2 separate regions of the Mus musculus genome follow, and region 2 is linked to region 1. The links are chromatin contacts, called in public Hi-C maps. All regions are on one chromosome and are shown on one strand. Each heading gives the region's core, a stretch centred on a gene start, on an enhancer-like site or on the middle of the called end of the contact. The rest is flanking DNA. Distances are from core to core; before and after follow the strand shown.

Region 1 (2,953 bases), core at 290-2,789:
CTGAGTCTAGAACTAGATTGCCCTTAAAACTGGGGGCCAGCTCATCTGCACTGCAGCTGAGGAATGGGAACTGAGAGATGGCTAGAAGGTGGAAGACCTCCTGGGAGGAAGGCTCGCCACAGGACTCCTCATATGCATGCCCCATAACCACTGCATGCCTCACTCCCCATACACATGCTCCATGCCCATGCCTGGCTTCCACCAGGGCACACAGTGGGCCTCCTATGCTCAGCCCTCTCTCGTTATCTGACACAGAGAGCAGGGTGACATGGCTGAGGGGCCCGGTAGAGCACATCCACAACCCTGTGAGCCTGCAGGGGCAACCCAAGTCTCTCACCATTTCTTCAGACCCCAGACAGGCTGAAGAAAGCAACGCAGTGTTGGGGCAACCAACCCTGAGTCCATAGACCGGGCTGTAGGTCCCTGGGTGGCTACTCACAGTTGGAACCCGGAGCCAGTCATTCACTTCTCTGAAGCCTCTACTTGTCCCTCTGCAAAATGGAAACAATAATCTCAGTGGCATAGTCTGTGTAACCATGTAGAATTCAAGTTCACAAAGTGACTTCTTTGTCTACCTCACTGATGCGGCTGAATTTGAGAAGCTACAAATCAAGTGTGATGTGTGTTTTGGAGCAATAAATTAGTAAAGTTATTCTGGGTGAATAGTGCCACACAATTTGGCTGCTAAGAAATTTAAAGCACTTATTCTTGTTTAATGCAAATATGGATTATATCATGTAAATATTTCATGTGTTTCTAATATAACATTTGAACTTGAGCATTTTGAGATATGCCCCCTCTTTCCCACATCTTCCTGCGGTGCTTCAGGACACCTTGGTGGGAAATTTTGAGTTCTATGGGATTCCAGGAGGAGAGATCTGAGTGTGGAGGCTCCCAGGCAATGGCTCAGAGGTTCATGATTTTGTTAGCATTATGCATACAAACACCACCACCACCACCACCACCACCACTATCCCGCCCTGCCCTGGTGACATTTCCCAGCCAGGTAGCTCAGCACCCGGGGCGACATTCCTTCATTCAGAGTGCGGGATGGGCACTAAGATTTCTAGAGTCCTCAGGTGATTGCAACAGCCCACTGAGGAGGCAAAGGGAAAGGAAGTAAGTTAACCATGGAAGTGCACCACAGAAGCCTCCCAGATGTGCAGTTCAGTGTATCCCAGAGGTGCCTCATGCTGTTGTCTAAAGAGGAGGGGCCAGAGACTCAGACAGGTCCAGAAACTGGCCAAAAGTTAGCATGCTGTGACGTGCAAAGTCGGTGACTCCCGCGGAGCCCTCCGGCTTCCACTGCACCACACTGCCTCCCGGAAAGGGGCCCACAAGAGGACAAGTCTCGACAGCGAGTTCTACGAGACAGGGATGCAGTTGAGCTGCAGCTTAGATGCTTGCCTGCTGGGGTGAGAGCTGGGACAGGCAAAATGGAACCACCGGTCTAACCTGTTTTGCTTAGCTTAGCGGTGATCAGGCAGGTGGAGCTCTGCATCCAATAAGCTTCCACACTGAGGAAACAGGGCCCTCTGGGCTCCTCGCGCCGCCCACTTCTTTGTAGCCCTGGGCCCAGGGGCGTGATTCCACTGCCTTCCCTGGTATCCTTCCCTTCCCTCCCACAGGTGATGCAGCATGCGTGGGTGGAAGGGAACTCCTCCGTCAAGTGTGACCGGTGCCACAAAAGTATCAAGTGCTACCAGAGTGTCACCGCGCGGCACTGCGTGTGGTGCCGGATGACGGTGGGTCGGTGCCCAGGGAGGCCCTACTTCTTTTCAGTGTGGGTTTTGTTCGAGCTGTAGCCTGGGGTAGTGAACATCCCTCCGGAGGCAAGTGCAGTGCAGAGTGAAGGGCTGAGGCTAGCCCAGAACCCCCCCGGACCCATTCGAGCCTCTCAGCCGCCAATGACTCCTCAAGTTGCCCGAGAAAGAAGTTAGCCAACCTGCTGCCTTCCTACCGTTCAATTACTGGAGAGGGATTAAATCCTAGAAAGCCCCCTCTAACCTTAGAGTTAGACTTTGGCCCAAAGGCACTTTCCTCTCAGCAGCACTCTCCCTTGCCCAGGGGCCTGGTCTTGCTACTGCCAAGCTCGTGCCAGAGTTCACAACCATTCTCAACGTGACAGGTGCCTCAGAACTGCCCAAACTTCCTCCCAAAGCCAATTCCAGGCTGTGTACCCCTGGCTAGGTATCAGCCCTAAAGGGGAGGCTCCTCCAAGCCAGACAAAGCGCCTCTCGCGATGCAGGGGTTCTGTTGTTGGTTTCCTCCAGCCTCCCACGGGTTTCTCAGAGGTAGCTGTCCTTCAGAATTTCTAACCCAGAGATCCAGAGACAGGGATATAGAACCACTCAGGGTGCCACATTCGAAGCACAGCTCTAGATGTCATTTCTGTGCCCCTGGGAGACATGCTACATGTTCACACATACTCAACAAACCTGCCAAAGCCAAAGGCAGCAGTGCTCCGAGACGCAGGGGCACGGGACAGCTCGCTTCCCCAGAAAAATCTCGACACACCGCCTTCCTACCCGGTGTCTCCTTGGTCACTTCTGCTCATCCTCACCTTCATTTTTCTCTCCAGTTTCACCGCAAATGTGAATTATCGACAGTGTGCGACGGTGGGGAACTCAAAGACCACATTTTGCTGCCTACCTCCATATGCCCCGTCTCCGGAGTAAGTGGTCCTGCCCCCACCAGGGCTCTGGCTTTTCCAGGTTCAGGGGTCAGAGACGGACAACATTTACCACTTTACCCCACCAATTCCCAGGGTGTTTGCTTTGGTGAGTGATTAAAAGAAGTTAGTGCTATGCCGGTCAGACTGAACTAGAAAGCTCTGACACAGCAGTTTCCGACCGCTGCTTCCAGGTGTTCAGAGCATCCCTTCTAAGCATCCTTGAGGCAGAGCCCAGCTCAAACAGCCACCTGCACTTGGCCAGGTTTCTTGGCCTCTCAT
Region 2 (2,745 bases), core at 212-2,711, 160 kb before region 1:
GTGGCTTTCAGTTGCAGCCAGAGGCCTGGTGGCCAGGGCTCCTAGGTTACCTCAGGATAGGCTCGGGAGTCAGAAGGACCAACCCTGTGATCAGAGGATTGGAGCCTCCACTTCGGGTTTCCAGAAGATAGGGGAGGAGCAAAGCCCAGGCTCACTAAGGTCCAGTGATGTATCCAACCACACCTAAGATGTAAGGCCGCTATCCAAACCCAAGAGGACAGGTTAAAGAGCAGCTAGGCAGCTGAATATGTTGGAGGTGTGGGGAGAGTGGGTACCCAGCAAATGCATGGAAGCCCTGTGCTCCTCTGTCATACCTTGCTTTATGCATCTCTTCCATTCGACTGATCCTGGGTGGATCCTTGTGTGTGTGTGTGTGTGTGTGTGTGTGTGTGTGTGTGTGTGTGTGTGTGTGTAACAGGCAAATGTAAGTTAAGCATCTCCTTGAATACTCTTGACCTTAAAGGCAGATGACTGACTGCCAAAAGGCAGCTGTGGGGATCTCTGGCATGCACATATAGTGACTGGAAATTGTTGTCTAAAATGGCAGCAATCTTACGTGCCACACAGCTCGTGACACAGACACAGCATCTGCGCTAACACACACGCATCTCCAGATCTGTGCTGCTAAGTGTAGAGGATATGGAAAACATTGGCGATTTTTCCCTGTAACCAGGCTGTCTTTCCCAGGGCCCCTCAGAATGCACAGCTCCCTTCTCACCTGTGGGCTCGCTCAGCGGACAACAGCAAGGAAATCACGCAGCTGCTTTGTCGCAGCCCAAGGCACACCTGGGACCAGAGGGAGGTTAAGGGAAACCGTAGTCAGCTAAATGAGAGCAGCAGCAGTGAGTGACAGGGGGGTCAAATGGGTTCGCACCCCATGAGGAAGCAGGCTCTATCAAGTCTAGCATTCAAGCTGAGCCCATAATACCTTTTGTTATGGTTGCTATGGAAACAATTAGCCATCTATTGCTGTGTAACAAAATGCCACACAACTTAGTGGCTTAAGTAACCACTTTCTATTATCTGGAAATGTTTGTGGGTCAGGAATTCGGAGGTGGTTTGGATGCATGGTTCGGGCTCAGGTCTTTTCTGAGGGAGTTTGTGACAATTAGCTTGACTGGGCTGGTGGGTCTGCTTCCAAGGCTCAGATACTCAGTTCCTTATCAGTGGGCCCCTCCCTGAGGTGGCAGCAGTCTTCCCGAAGAGTCCATGCTCCACCGGAGAGAGCAAGGCAGAATAACAAATGTTTCTAAAGCCCATCCTTGGAAGTCATATCGCGTCATTTCCACTACGTCGTACTGATTAGCAGTGAGTCACGCAGAACAATCCACACTCAAGAGGAGAAAAATTAGTCTGCATTGAAGGAAGGCATTTCAAGAATTTGTGGGCTTCTTTTAAAACCATCCCAAGCCTCTTCAGTCCTGCGTGACTGATTGCCTTGTGAGTTGCAGGCAGAGTGTGGACGTGTTTGTAATCACCAGTGAGCTCATTGCTAACAAGGCTCCCTCTAAGAGCTGAAGGCCATCTAACAACCCCACCCCCACCCCCAAGAATTCCTCTTTTTGAGTTGTTGGTCAGGCTTGTCCAAGAGACTCTCGAAACATTACAAACTACTGCTACTGCCCTTGGTTCCCCTCCAACCACTACCCAGAAGTGGAAGGCAAGGCTGGATGCTGAAGACATCATGTACTTTCCACACAGGGCCCAGATGGGGCCCAACCTTCAGATCTTTCAAAGAACTAGGTAGTGGTAACCCCACACAGCAGGGAAACTGATGTCACCTGGCCAAGAAGCTGCCTAGTGGGTATCTCTGCTTTTACAATATCATGCTGGGGTGGTAGTCAGAAGAACTGGCTGCCTTTTAAACACATACCCTCAGCCCAAGTTTTCAGGGCATCTAGGCATTTGCCCTATTAAATCATTTCACCCAGCGTTTGTAGACATAAAGCTCTCAAGCAGCCTAGAAACCATGGACCTGAGGATTTCTAGGGACACTCCCACCTCTAGCTTGGAACCTACTGTGGGACAAGGAGGAGGGAGGAACTGTGGGAGGTTGGAGCATCTCTGGGAACACTGAGCTAACAAAGGCCACATTGCTCACCATTGCCTGCTATACTGTAGAATCTACAGATATATTTGAATGGAAAATCAACCTCTTTCTAAATTCAAATATTGTAGCCATCATTCCTGGGATTCTTAGTCCTCAAATACGAGCCTATTTGGGCATGAAAATAATGGTACTAATTTGCTATAAGCTATTAAAGATAATAACTCATGAGTCATGTCTATGTAAAGAACTAGATAAACTGAAGACAAGAAAAGGCTCTCCATTGGGCCATCTTATAGAAGAGAAAAAACCAACAAAATTTGAAAACTGCCATTGGTATTCATTGATGGGTTTATTCAAGGGTAGATTCTAGAACAAATGGGTGAAAATTTGATGAGAAACCTAGTATATGATCTCATGGGGTATTTCTGTAGGACGCTTAGTAATGATCAATGGAATAGTAGTTAACTCTACAAAGAAACATCCTAGAAACCATAGTGTCTGTGCCATAGAAGCTAAGATCCCCTTTGGCATCCGATAGAGTACAGAACGAACACAGTTACTCCTCAGTGTGGTTCCTGCCAAGTCCAGAACCTGAGGCCTCAGAGGAAACATCAGAGAAGCAACTGACCTGTGCACATCCCAAACACCCATATCTCTGAAAACCAGTGAAAACCAGGGAGCTGCTACACATATAA

Evidence for each region. A called contact is a pair of places that touch in the nucleus more often than the background predicts.
Region 2: a contact with region 1 is called in a Hi-C map of thyroid gland, with 2.1 times the contacts expected there. The contact joins two enhancer-like sites. A contact is called at or near these places in 2 of 484 Hi-C or Micro-C datasets (nephron progenitors and thyroid gland), 2 of 115 datasets of contacts at active chromatin or transcription factors (embryonic stem cells and stem cell-derived neural progenitor cells) and 1 of 9 other capture datasets (embryonic stem cells).

Annotation. Positions count from the first base shown.
Region 1 is chr16:22,571,392-22,574,344 of GRCm38.p6, reverse strand. Dgkg (diacylglycerol kinase, gamma) reads left to right here. Exons shown (of 25, transcript NM_138650.2): 12 at 1,629-1,745; 13 at 2,582-2,674. Among named protein-coding and RNA genes, the nearest start is that of Gm41433, 12 kb to the left of the region's middle. Within about 2 kb of position 1,539, at least 33 of the 459 cell types and tissues checked have an H3K27ac peak or open chromatin away from gene starts, as enhancers often do. A contact at or near this core is called in thyroid gland, where this site is marked.
Region 2 is chr16:22,732,852-22,735,596 of GRCm38.p6, reverse strand. No RefSeq gene overlaps it. Among named protein-coding and RNA genes, the nearest start is that of Gm30416, 58 kb to the left of the region's middle. Within about 2 kb of position 1,461, at least 40 of the 459 cell types and tissues checked have an H3K27ac peak or open chromatin away from gene starts, as enhancers often do. A contact at or near this core is called in thyroid gland, where this site is marked.